Regions from separate parts of the Gossypium hirsutum genome. Here region 2 is linked to region 1. A link is a contact called in public Hi-C data. All regions are on one chromosome and are shown on one strand. The core of a region is the stretch at or near the end of the contact, and the rest is flanking DNA. Distances in the headings are between cores, read along the strand shown. Region 1 holds the start of LOC107894983 (F-box protein At1g67340). Region 2 holds the start of LOC107916706 (triosephosphate isomerase, chloroplastic).

What was found. Hi-C and Micro-C count contacts between places; a contact is called where the count stands out from the background.
Region 2: a Hi-C map of leaf shows a contact between it and region 1, with 1.9 times the contacts expected there. The contact joins the promoter of LOC107916706 here to the promoter of LOC107894983 in region 1. A contact is called at or near these places in 3 of 34 Hi-C or Micro-C datasets (all in leaf).

What each region holds. Positions count from the first base shown.
Region 1 is chrA01:103,164,261-103,166,983 of Gossypium_hirsutum_v2.1, reverse strand. It overlaps LOC107894983 (F-box protein At1g67340), which reads right to left and starts at 1,335. Exons shown (of 4, transcript XM_041112087.1): 1 at 1,162-1,335; 2 at 666-1,046; 3 at 413-575; 4 at 1-237. The coding sequence starts at 907.
Region 2 is chrA01:104,147,285-104,150,007 of Gossypium_hirsutum_v2.1, reverse strand. LOC107916706 (triosephosphate isomerase, chloroplastic) reads left to right here and starts at 1,403. Exons shown (of 9, transcript XM_016846056.2): 1 at 1,403-1,746; 2 at 2,098-2,124. The coding sequence starts at 1,576.

The sequences.
Region 1 (2,723 bases), core at 86-2,585:
GCCGTACCCGTCCTGTAGGCAGTGACCGAGCTCACGGAGGGCGTCGATGTGGCCAAGAAAAGCAGCACGAGCGCACAAGGCCACACCGGCTCTAAGATCCTTGTCGTTTTTGGAACCGCCGCTGCCATTGAATTGAATCACAGCTAAGGAGTAAAGCGCTGGCGCGTGGGAGCTAATCGCCGCCTTAGCCATAAGAGAGGCTCCACTCCCTCGATTTTCTAAGCAGTAGAAAAGAATCTGTTGCAAATCATAACAGTTAACTCGTTAGAGAATGTTTATATTATTGTTCTTGAATATAAACTTAATAAATTTTAGTAACCAAAAAAAAAGTATATAAACTTAATAAATTTTAGTAACCAAAAAAAAAGTATCGGGCAGTAAAATAAAAATATATTCTTTTTCAGAAATTCACCATGCCGAGCGTGTAACAAGCTTCAGCATTTCCGGCATCAGCGCAGTTCTTCAAGAACCTGTGAGCTGACTCCGACCAGCTTTTGGCTTTAATGGCAAACATTTTTGGAGAGGCTTTGGACAATACCAGAGGACGAACTGCTAAACTATTCAATCTCTTGCATCTGTTTAACAAACAAATAAATAAAAATTAGTAAGAAAAATAAATGAATAAAACCCAAACTTTCCCCTCAGAAACAAGCAAGTCGACGTACACAATCAAAACGTTGGCGAAATCGGAAGGGCAAGCCGCGGTAGAGCTTAGTTTGGAGAGAATAGAAATGACAAGATCATCGGGCAAAACATCAAAGAAATCTCTCTTTCCGGCAATACCCGGCGAGAGTCTTCGCCGTTTCCGGCAAGCCATATTATCACCGGCGAAATCCCTCCTTTCAAAAACTATGTCATCTAAACAAACATGGGCTCTGGGGTAAGAAATCCCTCTCCTTGTTCTCATTTCTCTCTCGTTCTCTATCACTACATCGGAAATCAATCTACCCAGATGATCTTAAAATCTGTGCATTCATCATCAGCCTTTTACTTTCTCGATCTTCTTTTCTTTCCCTTAGCGGCTCGAGAGACATAAAAACTGGAACCTTATATAAAAGAATGGGGAGACACAAACAAAGCCTTAAAAGGAAGAGATCAAATAAAAACAACAACGAGGACAGAACCGAATCAAATAAAAATATTAAATAAACAGTGAAACACCTGTTTGGTACGCTTAATTACATTCTTAACCCTGGACAGTAATAGTTTCTACGGTCAAACTCCGTTGACCCAGATCCTCTGTTTCGTCATCGGGTTTAATACTGATGAAATCAAGGGAAAAAAAAACTCTGAGCACTGTTTTTATCCCTTCTTTTTTTTTTACCTGAACTTGAAGAAGACATATGAAAGAGGTAGCTAAGAGAGGTAAAAAGAAATGGATTTACCTTATCATCTCTTATATATTTATTAATTGGTGCAGGTGAAAGAAAAATGCTTGTGGGTTTGTTTTGAAAGCGGTTAAATTTGTTGCAAGTAAAACAACTAACTTCGGTTATTTTTCTGTAATTCAGTTTTGCTATTGTTTAAAAAGAAATTAATCAACGTAATTCCGGCGCGTGAACACCGCCGACCGTTTTGGGATCTTGGTTCGAAAGTGATTGCCACGCTCTTTGGCTGCGGATGGGGGAAACCTTCCATCTTGTTTACAAACTCAGGGTTCTACGACTATAAGGAGGTCAAACGTATGAATCAGCACGAACAAATGTTCAGTTACTCTTCCTTTGTTTTATTACTTGCCCATTTATTTCCAAGTTTCTTTTTTCCGTCTTTGCCCTTTTAATTAACTAAAACAGAAGTAAAATCTCAATCTTACTTCAACCCTACCACTACTTGTTTTACTTTTACCAGTTACCCCTGAAGTTTTATAAGAGACCAAGTAATAATGGTAAAGTTTGAACGGATCCCTGTACTATAAATTTAGCAAAAAAGTAGATTTTATTATAAAATCAAGCAATTTTAATTTTACATAGTTACTTATCAACTGTGATAATTTTTGGATAAAGTTGGTTTTATGATCTATATAAATTATTTTTTTATTTTTTTAAACTATAACCATAATAATGCAATTTAAAACATGATAAATAAGTAGTTTTTAGCGTCCAAGGATATCAGCGTTTAAGATATCTCTTTACTTTATCTTTAAAAAATCACTTTACTTGCTTCAAAATTAAATCGTCACTTTTATACTAAATAGATTAATTTCTTCTTGAACTTAAAACATTCTATTAAATTTCACCTTCAATCATGTGTTTATTTTACGAGATTAGATTTTTAGTCTCATAACTCGTATGGTATTGGCAATTTATTATTTTCAAATTTGTTTAAATTAGACTTACTTTCAAAATTTTTCTCCAAAATATCGAAATAAAGCGGAAACAAACTTAAAGCGAATGAGCAACAAAAAAACTAAAAAGCCACAAAAAAATAATGCAAATAAAATGTTTAAGTAAATGCTCTCAAATATATTCAATAACTATGAATGAAATTATTACAAATGAAGTAAATATCCCTATTTATGATCAAGTTCCCTCAAATCCAACGATACAGATTGAGTTATATCAATAACTGAAGTTAGTGTCTATCTACAAAATGAGAGTCTTAAATGATTTAAACTCTATACAATATTATCCCTTAAATTTTACAATATTTACTTTTATAACTCTAATTTTACTGTAATATTTTATTGAGCCACCAAAATTTTAAATAAATAGATTTTTTCTTAT
Region 2 (2,723 bases), core at 154-2,653, 980 kb before region 1:
AATCAAAATATTTTTCTTCACCAGAGTGTTTTAAATTGCATTCATAAATAATTCTTTTCACAATCCCTATGGGTACGATAACTCGACATTTACTTGTTACTTTATGACTTATTGCGATTGTATACACTTGTACATTTCCGTTGTTCCAATGAGTTAGTGTTTTAATTAGCTCTTCTACACTTCAATAATTAATATTAACTTTGGCGTGTGAATTCTACATATGTGATTTCTATATTTTACTTGATCAAGTTTATCCCGGGAATCCCAGGTTGTAGGGGCTCAGAAGCAATTAAATTTTGTGGTTGAAATGGCCAGAGAGAAACGTTTATTGTTTTTGAGCCCTAAAACTTAGGATTCCTGAGATAAATTTTTTTCCTTTTACACCCCGCCCATCCCTTATATAAACAATCATTCTTCATCCTCTACTCACCACATCTCAATCTCCTCTAAATTGTTTCTTCTTCTTGTTGCGTGTTGAAATACTCAAGTTTAAAGATTTATTTTCTCTCTCGCTTTGAGGGAGAAGTAGTTATAGTTTTAAGTTGTGTTTGGGTTCATAGTGGTGCCGTGGAGCTTGGTACCCTACAAATTTACCTGTTGTGTGAGTATGACGCCATCGTCCAAGAACACTTTGCAACTCGAGGTTCAAGTTTGTGGTGATTATACCGTCTCGGTTTGAAGTGTAACTAAGGCTTCAAGCTTACAAAGGTTATGCTGTCAAGGGATGGAGCATAAAGAGGTCGTAGTTAATTGTGCTAATGCGGGCACAACAACGAGTCTTCTCATCAAAAGAGTATGCTTCTTTATAAAACTCAAAACATAAGTGCGAGGAAAAACATATAGTATGCGGCACCAAAGGTAGTGACTTTGTTAGTATAACTTGTTACACCCCAATGTTGTCACAGGTTATAATAATGGGGTCACCCCAATACAGCATAACCTTTGTAAACTTGAAGCCTTAGTTACGCTTCAACCTCAGACCGTATAATCACTGTCAACTGGAACTTTGAGTTGTAAAGTGATCTGACTTCCCGAGTGATGGCTCCATACTCACATGGCAAATGAAATTTGTAGGTCACTCAGCTCTTCGACACTACTGTAAATTCAAACATTCTTTAAAACTATAACCAAGTCTATCTTAAACACGGACAAAAATAAATTTGCAAACTTTTAAATTTCAACCAAAAAAAATAATAATTTAAGAGGCATTTTTTTCTTTTCTCAAACACATCTTACATGACAAATTTTCACTAATGCGACACTGAAAAAGCTCCTTATAATACGTGTTTACAAAGAAAAAAATAACATAGATCATTAAAATTTTACAAAATCAACCTACTTTCTCAATTTTTTTTCTAACATATTTGAATAAATTAACATTTTTAAAAACTAGCCCCATACCAACAACCTCCTGCTGGAGCGTGCCTTTGACACTATGGAAGGCGCGTGAGTGCATATTATCTCCATTCTTGACAACCCTGCGACTTTAACACATACAATTAAACCCAGCAAAAGTTCCTCGCCTCACCTACACCCAGCACCACCGAAGAACTCAAGAAACAGCTCCGATTAGATATGTCAATGGTATCTACATATTGCCCTCACTTCAGTGGGCTTCGCCGATCATCTCCCAACTTACACAATGCACCATGTCAATCTTTCCTTCAACACTTCAGCTCTCAAGCCCGTCTCCCTTCTTCTCCCAAACCTTGCAGAGCTGTTATTGCCATGTCCGGCTCTGGGAAGGTATCCTCCACTATTTTTTTTTATGTAAATCTTTCTTCCGTTTTCAGGAAATTAAATGTATAACGTATAAGAAGACTCCTATGATGTTTTAGTTGAAACGGTAAACAATGATTTTTTCAGTCATTTTTCAACTGAATTGGTGTTTGATTGACTCGTGACAGCAATTTGAGGAGTTAAATGTAATATAGATGGATTGCTATTGAAACTAGAAAGGGTGGGATAAACTATTTAGTTTCTTTCTCCTTAGGTGCTTCTAAATGCAGTTTGACTTCTGCGGTAGTAGATTTAATAATAGTCCTTTTTTCCTCTTTCTCGGTGTTTATTAATGAATCTTTTTCCTTTTACTTGCAGTTCTTTGTTGGGGGTAACTGGAAATGTGTAAGAACCCTTTATCTCAGATATTATGTTGTCTATGTTCTCTAATCTCTATGTCCATTCTTGGTGTGCTTCCAATCTCAGTGGTTTGTGTCAAATATCATGCGTGGCTCTGTTTTATGTTTTTTAGTACCTACGTGTTACCGGACCAACACTTTTGAAGTGTTTTTTCGGTTTGGTTTTTGGTCTTCCTTTAAAGTTTATTGATGTGGAATCTTCTTCCAAGCTAATACTTGTCTCTTAAGTTTGTTGTGTCCCTAGCTGTGTAGACTTTTGCAATTTTGAATCAAGTGTTGTGTTTTCAGGTCGGTTCAGATTTCTTTTCTTTTCGCTCCCTCTCCTCATTTTAATTTTTGCCATTCTATTACTGTATATCAAAATGCTCTGTTTTTATTGTTAATTTTGTACATCTTCCAATGGATTAAACCTGTCTCTTTGTATATTGAGGTTCTTTGAGATCGCCATGCACTTAACTCATTTCGTTATTATATTTTTTTGTGTTTTTTTTCCTGTCAGTATGATTTCACACTGTAATTGTTGGGCTCTATTCGTATGCAGCAACAGTTGCCTATCTATGACATTCATTCTCTTGTTTATTTTCC